2 separate regions of the Sus scrofa genome follow, and region 1 is linked to region 2. A link is a contact called in public HiChIP or PLAC-seq data. All regions are on one chromosome and are shown on one strand. Each heading gives the region's core, a stretch centred on a gene start, on an enhancer-like site or on the middle of the called end of the contact. The rest is flanking DNA. Distances are from core to core; before and after follow the strand shown. Region 1 overlaps ATP2A2 (ATPase sarcoplasmic/endoplasmic reticulum Ca2+ transporting 2). Region 2 overlaps IFT81 (intraflagellar transport protein 81 homolog).

Evidence for each region. HiChIP or PLAC-seq counts read pairs in DNA pulled down with a chosen protein or histone mark.
Region 1: a contact with region 2 is called in an H3K27ac HiChIP or PLAC-seq map of skeletal muscle, with 3 times the contacts expected there. The contact joins two enhancer-like sites. A contact is called at or near these places in 1 of 47 Hi-C or Micro-C datasets (heart right ventricle) and 1 of 2 datasets of contacts at active chromatin or transcription factors (skeletal muscle).

The regions. Positions count from the first base shown.
Region 1 is chr14:31,741,039-31,744,742 of Sscrofa11.1, forward strand. ATP2A2 (ATPase sarcoplasmic/endoplasmic reticulum Ca2+ transporting 2) reads left to right here. Exons shown (of 20, transcript NM_213865.1): 20 at 1-727. It overlaps ANAPC7 (anaphase-promoting complex subunit 7), which reads right to left. Exons shown (of 14, transcript XM_021072834.1): 14 at 3,691-3,704. Among named protein-coding and RNA genes, the nearest start is that of ANAPC7, 47 kb to the right of the region's middle. Within about 2 kb of position 1,768, at least 16 of the 83 cell types and tissues checked have an H3K27ac peak or open chromatin away from gene starts, as enhancers often do. A contact at or near this core is called in skeletal muscle, where this site is marked.
Region 2 is chr14:31,555,866-31,559,754 of Sscrofa11.1, forward strand. All of the region lies in intron 12 of IFT81 (intraflagellar transport protein 81 homolog), which reads left to right. Among named protein-coding and RNA genes, the nearest start is that of P2RX7, 81 kb to the left of the region's middle. Within about 2 kb of position 2,571, at least 8 of the 83 cell types and tissues checked have an H3K27ac peak or open chromatin away from gene starts, as enhancers often do. A contact at or near this core is called in skeletal muscle, where this site is marked.

The sequences.
Region 1 (3,704 bases), core at 518-3,017, 180 kb after region 2:
AAAGGAGGTTTCATACTCTAGATTTTGTTTTGCTTTTTCTGACTCCAGTGGGGCAAGATTTTCCTTTTTTATACACATAATTAAAGTGTCCATTGACATGTACAGAGAACTAACACTATTTTATGCAAATATTTTTTTGTAGATGAAAAAGCATGTACAGTGTTCTGTTTAATACTCATCCTTGTATAAAAAAAAAAAGAGTTGAGCCAGCAGACATTGTCAGCAAATTAATTGGCAGCAGATTTTAGGAAATGAATGTGTGTGGTTTTTTCTAAGACTAAATAGCATGTATTGTGTCTTCTGCATGATCATCTGGATTTAATCTGAGATCACAGTCTAATTTTTATTCATAAGCCAATTTTTCTGCACTGAGCAGAGTACTGCTACCTCAGTCAGTATTTTTTGGTTTGCCACCCCCCCGTCACCCTTCTCAGCCCTTGTCACCTCCACCCCATCCTCCACCCCCGCCCTGCTCGGCTGCTTCTCCTGTAGGGTTTTGATGGTTCTGTTTACATCAGTCTTAACAAGAGGTATGCCTGTTCTCGCTTGTGCAGAAAACATTGTTCCAGATTCAATCAACTGGGTTCGTGTCCCCTCATGTAGTTTTTAAGGTTATTTATTTAAATGTCTAATGTATTTTATTGTAACAGACATTGTTTTGCCAACATTGCCTATTTCAGTGGCACTTCACAATCTAGTTTAAAAAGGAAAATAAACATTTTAAATGGACAGAGAAAAATAACTGTCTTGTTTTTAACTCTTATGTGGCTTAGTTTGAACTAATATGTCCAACTTTCTCTTAAGTTCTTAGCTCAGAAATTTTAGTTTTATTGTGCTTGAGGGGAAGAAGGATCCTGTTCTGCTGCATAGGGAGCTGTAGGGATTTTATTTTTAATGTATAGGCACCAGTTGTCATCTGTGATACATTTTATGCAAGTTTCTGCTGGCCTGTTTTTAAAGCCTATGTAGAGGACATAAGGGCAAGTGTGTGTGCGTGTGTGTGTGTGTGTGTGTGTTTTGTAAAATCTGTAAATAGCACATGACCAAATGAACATATTGTATAGAACTATTTTTATTTGAATGTGGCACTAACCACCACCATCATTACTATGATAAATGTTTGTGCATGTTCGAGATCAGTCTTACCAACAGTGTATAAGTCATTAACAGTCCTAACTGTGGTGTTTTCCTCCAATGCCTTCCAACATCCATCAACTAACGTGAGTATCCCCTGGAATTTGGATGCTTTAGCCTAAAGGTGACTGCCACTAAGTGACCTGGCTATACGAACACTAACGAATAAGCCCCTTGTGTCGGGCACCCTGAGAGCAGCAAGGGCACAACCTTGCTGGGTGAGCCACTATAGACACCACACACTGCATAGGACAGTGGCACAGCCAGGTGTCAGGCAAGGGCCTGGGGGAAGAGAAACTCCTGCTTTGGTCAGACGACAAGTGCCTTCACAAGTGCTGAGGTATGGAGTCACAAAAACTTGTCATGGTTCCCTTTAACTTTGTTAGCTTAAAGGACTCATTCCAGAATCTTGTTAGCTGGTTCATTAAAAAGCAAAAGGCAAGTGAAAGCAATTAACTGAACCAGGAAACTCAGGCCTCCATTCATTCCTCTTAAATAGGCTGCCTCTTTTCACCTTCTAGGTCATATCCTTTGTGGCTGAGACTTGTTTTTTCTCTCCAGGGTACATTTAAAGCACAGTTACTGGGCCATTGTTCTGCTCAGCCAGCAAACAACCAGCCTAGTAGTTAGGGAGCAAGAGGGCCCAGGCAGCTGCTTGTATTCAGGCTGGCAGCTCCTCCGTGAATGAAGCCCCGAGTGTTCACATGAAGGTTCTCGGGTTACCGGGCCAGCCAGAAATGCTGGGAGTCTGGGGCAAGGTTCCTGTTTAAGAGGATAGAAGAGGCACATGGAAACGGATTCTTAATGCAGAGTCCGGGCTTGGCTCACTGAGGCCTCTCAGAGGATGGGGGAGGCTGTTTTGCTTGGCAGAAAAATGTAGGGGTAGGTTTTGCCAGTGTTAGTTAGCATTATGAGGTATAGACAGAAACAGGTTGGGTAGATCAAATGCAAGGAGTGTCTGGGCTGCAAACCAAAACAGGACGTCTGAGCTTGTTGGGTGGAGTGCAGTTCAATCCCAGACTAACCAAATGTTCGACTTTTTCCTGACTCAGTTCTTTGATTTATTGGCTTTTACAAAGTTGAGTGGGACGGGCTGCTCGAGGAGCCATGCACAGCCCCAGGTGGCCCCGGGAGGTTGTTGCCTTGTGGTTTTTCAGCCTGTCCAGCCCACAGAGGCAGTTTGGATGCCCACTTCCCTCAACCCAGACAGCTGGGAGTGGGGAAGACGCAGTGCCGCCCTGAGCAGGATCCCTTTGTTCTGCTCCAGGCTTTGCCACAGAAAAACATGTCTGCACTGGCATCTCCTTAGCAGTTATGCTGCTCTGTCTTATCGGGAGTGGCGGGTGCCTGCAGGAAGGCACTGTCAGCCTCTCGACTTTTGTCTCCATCAGTAACTGGATGGAGTGGTGCCATGCTCAGACCTACCGGGGCAGACCTCAGGGATAGCCGAGACCACGAGCATTAGCTCAGTGTCTGCCGAGCCCACTGTGTCCGCACCACATTCAGTCAGAACCACCAGCCTGCGGTGAACAGTGAGGGTAATCTGCAGCCTTCTTTCCTGAAAGAGAATGGTGACAAACAGCTCCTCTTCTAGGATTGAGCAGGGCTGGGCCCCAGGGAAGGAACGGGAGGGCGCTGGAGGCTTGGCGCTGATTACTACGCTGCTCACTGCTTTGCCTTCCTTATCCTCTGCACTGCTCACCCAAAACTCTTCCTGCTCAGCTTCTGTTACACCTGAAAATGATTAAATTCCTGTGAGCCAGGGGTGACCTTTGCTCTGTGAGCTAGTCAGTATGGGGGTCTGTGTGGCCGAGCCAGTGCTTCAAGATGCTACCCTGCGTGGGCAGCAGCTCAGGGACAGTTAATCAGAAATGCTGGTCTTACTCTTAAAAAATCAAACTGAATATTCCTTTTCATCTGTCACTATTAATCTTAAATAGTTATTCTAACATTTCCTTCTTGTATTTCATAAAGGTGATTTCCTCTCTCTTTCCTTTTCAGCAATACTGGAGTAACCGCTTCCTAAACCATTTTGCAGAAATATAAGGGTGTTCGGTTGCGTGCATGTGCGTTTTTAGCAACACATCTACCAGCCCTCTGCATGATTGATGTTGGGGGTAAAAGAAAATTAGAAAAAAGTCCCCAATTCATTGTGTGTTACGTGGAGGAAACGTGTATTACCAGTGGGGTTTTTTAGCTTTTAAATCAAAATAATAATTACAAATGTACAATTTAGCTTAATGGATCAGAAATCCTCTCCAGAGAAGTTTGGTTTCTTTGCTGCAAGAAGAATGAGGTTCTGAAACCTTACCCAAGAACTTAGAAGCCATCAGCCAAGTATCCATGTTTCTCTGTGCAAAATGTCATAGCTTAAATAAATGTACAATATTCAATTGTAATGCATGCCTTCAAGTTGTAAGTAGCCAGATTTCTCTATGATGTCATTGAAACATGCTACTTTTTAATTGGCCCTGTACAGTTTGCTTATTTATAAATTTATTGAAAACACTACAGGTGTTGGTTAAAATGTAGGCTTCTAGCTCATAACTTCAGTTATTTTTTGAGTGTGC
Region 2 (3,889 bases), core at 1,321-3,820:
CCCATAGCATGTGAGAGTTCCCAAGCTAGGGATGGAATCTGCCATAGCAGTGTCCCAAGCCACAACAGCCACAACACCAGATCCTTTAACTGTTAAACCACCAGGGAACTTCTCTTTCTTCATTTTTTTCTAATGGACTGAATGTTTTTTCTTACAGTCTAATGGACTGAATATATATTCTTAAATATATATAAATGAATATATATATATTTTATATACTATATATTAATCTAGGTAATTGTTTTCTTCTAGTCTATCATTTGTTTCTTTGTATGTGCTATCTTTTGTCACACAGAAGGTTTTCTCCCTTTTTTCAAACAGCTTTTTTGAGATAGAATTAACAACAAACTGCATATACATATATACATAGAGAGAATTAACAACAGACTGCATATATGTGTATATATATATGTATACACACACACACACACACACACACACACACATATATATATATTTAAAGTGCAAATTGTTGCTGTTGGCCCAAGCTATGATAACTTCATACCTTGGGATAGAATTTTAATACTTAAGTGGCCCTAGTTTTCCATAATTCAGAGTGTCATAAAAATAGTACCTAGAAATATCTTGCTTTATGCAGGATTCATTGGGAAAGAAGATAGAAAAACATAGTGTTATAGCATAGTATTATACTAAGTGTTCATAATTATGACTCTGAGTTGTCATAAAAAGTTGCTATAATCAGTATGATTTTAAGATAACAGAGCTTAAGTAGCATCCCTCCCACTAATCATACTGTGTTATTATTTTCCCAGTTCACACACCGCAACTCTGAAACATATACATAGCATATACTCTGCTCATGTGTGTTCTAATATACACACTTAAGATCACTTGTTAAATTTCTGCCTCTCCTAAGAATCCAGTGAGCTCCATGATGGCTGGGCCATATCTTTTTTTCACTACTATTTACTTAATAGCTGTCATGTTATAGACACTTGGTAAATGTGTAGAAAACCTTTATTATCTAGATATATAATTTTTCATTAGAAAGTCGATAATATTTAAAATGCCTTGGAGTTTCCTGGCAGCTCAGCAGGTTAAGGATCTGGCATTGTCACTGCTGTGGCACAACTTCCTGGCCTGGGAACTTCTGCATGCCACGGGTACAGCCAAAAATAAATAAATAAAATTTTTAAAATGTCTTGGCACTTCACTTGATAAAAAAAAATTATATGTGGGAGTTCCCTTTGTGGCTCAGTGGTTAACAAACCCTAGTAGCATCCATGAGAATGAGGGTTCAGTCCCAGGCCTCGTTCAGTGGATTAAGGATCTGGCATTGCCGTGAGCTGTGGTGTAGGTCACAGAGGCGGCTCAGATCCCTTGTTGCTGTGGCTGTGGTGCAGGCTGGAAGCTGTAGCTTTGATTTGACCCCTAACCTGGGAACCTCCATATGCTGTGACTGCGGCCCTAAAAAGCCAAAAAAAAAAAAAGTAAATATTCATCCTAACCATAGTTTATTTTGTTGTATAGTTATTTTTAAATACTTAAATTTACCATTTAATATAGTAGCCCCTAGTTGATTCTTTTGGTAAATATGATTTTTACCCTTTCATAGGCAATAATTTGAGCTTGATGACTTTGTCTCACTTATAGAAGAGCAAAGAGGCTGTACTTCTTGTAGTAGTGCCACATAGCTACTGATCTTTACAATCTTCGTCACCTTGATATCTCTGAATCTTGAAATTCGAAATAAAAAATCAACCCTAGTGATGCAGTGCCAGTACCCTTCTCAAATAAATGCATGCCTTGTGCGTCTGGACTTTTTTATAGTGAGTGAACCTCTGGTTAAGATTCCATTAGCAATTCATGCATTGAAAGGTCACTCCTGGTTTATGGTGTATGGGTTTAAAGTTCGTTGTGTTTTCTTTCCTAACCATTACAAGAAGCTCAGCTGTTTAGCAGTTAATGGCTACTTTTAAAATGTGCTTGATCAAGTAATGTGTATAAACAGCTTTAGAAAGAGCCAACCAATTCATTCTACAGCTACTGACAGAAATCCTAGAGCCAAATTGCAAAGATTATGAAATCTTCTTTAAATACTTCAAAGGGAAGCAATGAAGATAAGGAAATCCTGGCAAGATTTGCTGCAGCTGTCAGATCCTGAAAAATTAGGAATCAAATTTTGACACTTGTAATTGAATCATCCACCCTTCTAAGTGAGCCCAGGCAAACCTGTGATATTTTTAGAACCTTTCAAATCACATTACACTCTCTAGAGTTCATAGCAGGACCTGAGGCCCCTAAAATTTCCCAGGAGATGGAACAAAACAGAATCAAATACATTTGGCTCAATTCACTGTAATAGAAGTATGGCATATATGCAGTCTAGGTAATGCCACAATTTTAACTCCAAACTTGAAAATTTTTCATAGAAAATTTTTTGAGAGTTAACTGGCTTGGACAGCAGTTGAAAAATTCATTAGAGATATTGTAACAGTTGTGTGGTGGTGATTTGATTTATAATAGAAGCACAGAGACCTTGGATGGTATGATTAACTGTGTTTCGCAGATGGATGTTCCTTTGCCACGAGTTTCTATTAAGAAAGATTTCTGCTAGCATGTATCATGTTGCTTATTATAGACTCTCTCAAGAGAGTCAGCAGTTAACTATATGCTACCATATGTAGGTAATTACATTGTTTATGCTTAGCTTGGTGAGATTTTCTAATTTAAAATTGAAAACGTAGTACTAACAGGTTGGAAAAGGTTAGAATAGTATTTGTATGTCTATATTTTTATGTTGCACTAGTCATGATGGGTGATTTGAAAAAGACTAATATTTTAGCAGAAAACAGAAGTTGCTTTGAAATCTTTTTTCTCCCTTAAAAGCAAGTAACAACTCTGAGACCAATCCTCAGGGAGTCCAAATGATTTATGACATGGAGTTGCCTTGAAAAGATGGCCTTTTCAGGTTTTTTGCAAGTCTGAGTTTAGACAGAATAGAGACTGATAAATTGGCAAAAGAAATTGGGGCATATTCATTCCACTCTTAAACAGTTTGTGTTACCTCATCTCACACCTAACTCTCTTGGGCCTATTTCTGTAGTTTTCTGTGTTTAAAAACCATTTGATTGAAGTTCCCGCTGTGGCTTAGTGGGTTAAGAATCTTACTGCAGTGCCTCTGGTCCATGTGAAGGCGCAGGTTTGATCCTCAGCCTGGTGAAAGTGGGCTAAAGGTTCTGGCGTTGGCCACAGCTCTGGCCTAGGTCACGGCTGCGGCACAGATGCAGTCCCCGGCCTGGGAACTTACATATGCCATGGGTGCAGCTATAGAAAAAAAATCATTTGATGAAATAACTGACAAAGATGTGCTTTAATTAACAAGTGGAAAATAGCATGGAGAGTGGACTAACAGGTTTTGAAGAGAAAAATACTCATTCTAACCCAGTTTTTCTAACTTTCTGAACTTTGGTAAGTTATATTAATTTCTCTATAGGTTTCCTTTTCTATAAAAGGGAGAATAGTGTTTTAAAACATAGCTCTTTGTGGTTCTTAACAGTATAAAGTACTTATTATATGGTTGTCTTTTAAAGTCTTCGCAGCTAATTACGTGAACATAATTTCATTGCAAATAACGAGTTAGAAAATATTCTTGTTTCCATGTAAATATCCAGAATGATGTCTGGAATCCAGTAATACTTTTGAGTTCCAGATAGGCCTGAAAAGCATTTGTAAATGGTTACATACTTAGGGGGGGAAAACTGCCTTGTTCTTTTAAAAAGCTAACCCAGATATTGATCATTACTGTTAAAGGTTCTGAAACATATTAAATGGGTAAAAGGAAATAGAAGATATGTCAGATTCCATTTTGATCACAAATAAGCCAAGTCTATAAAACTGGCCTTGAAGCCAGAAGCTAGCACTGTTA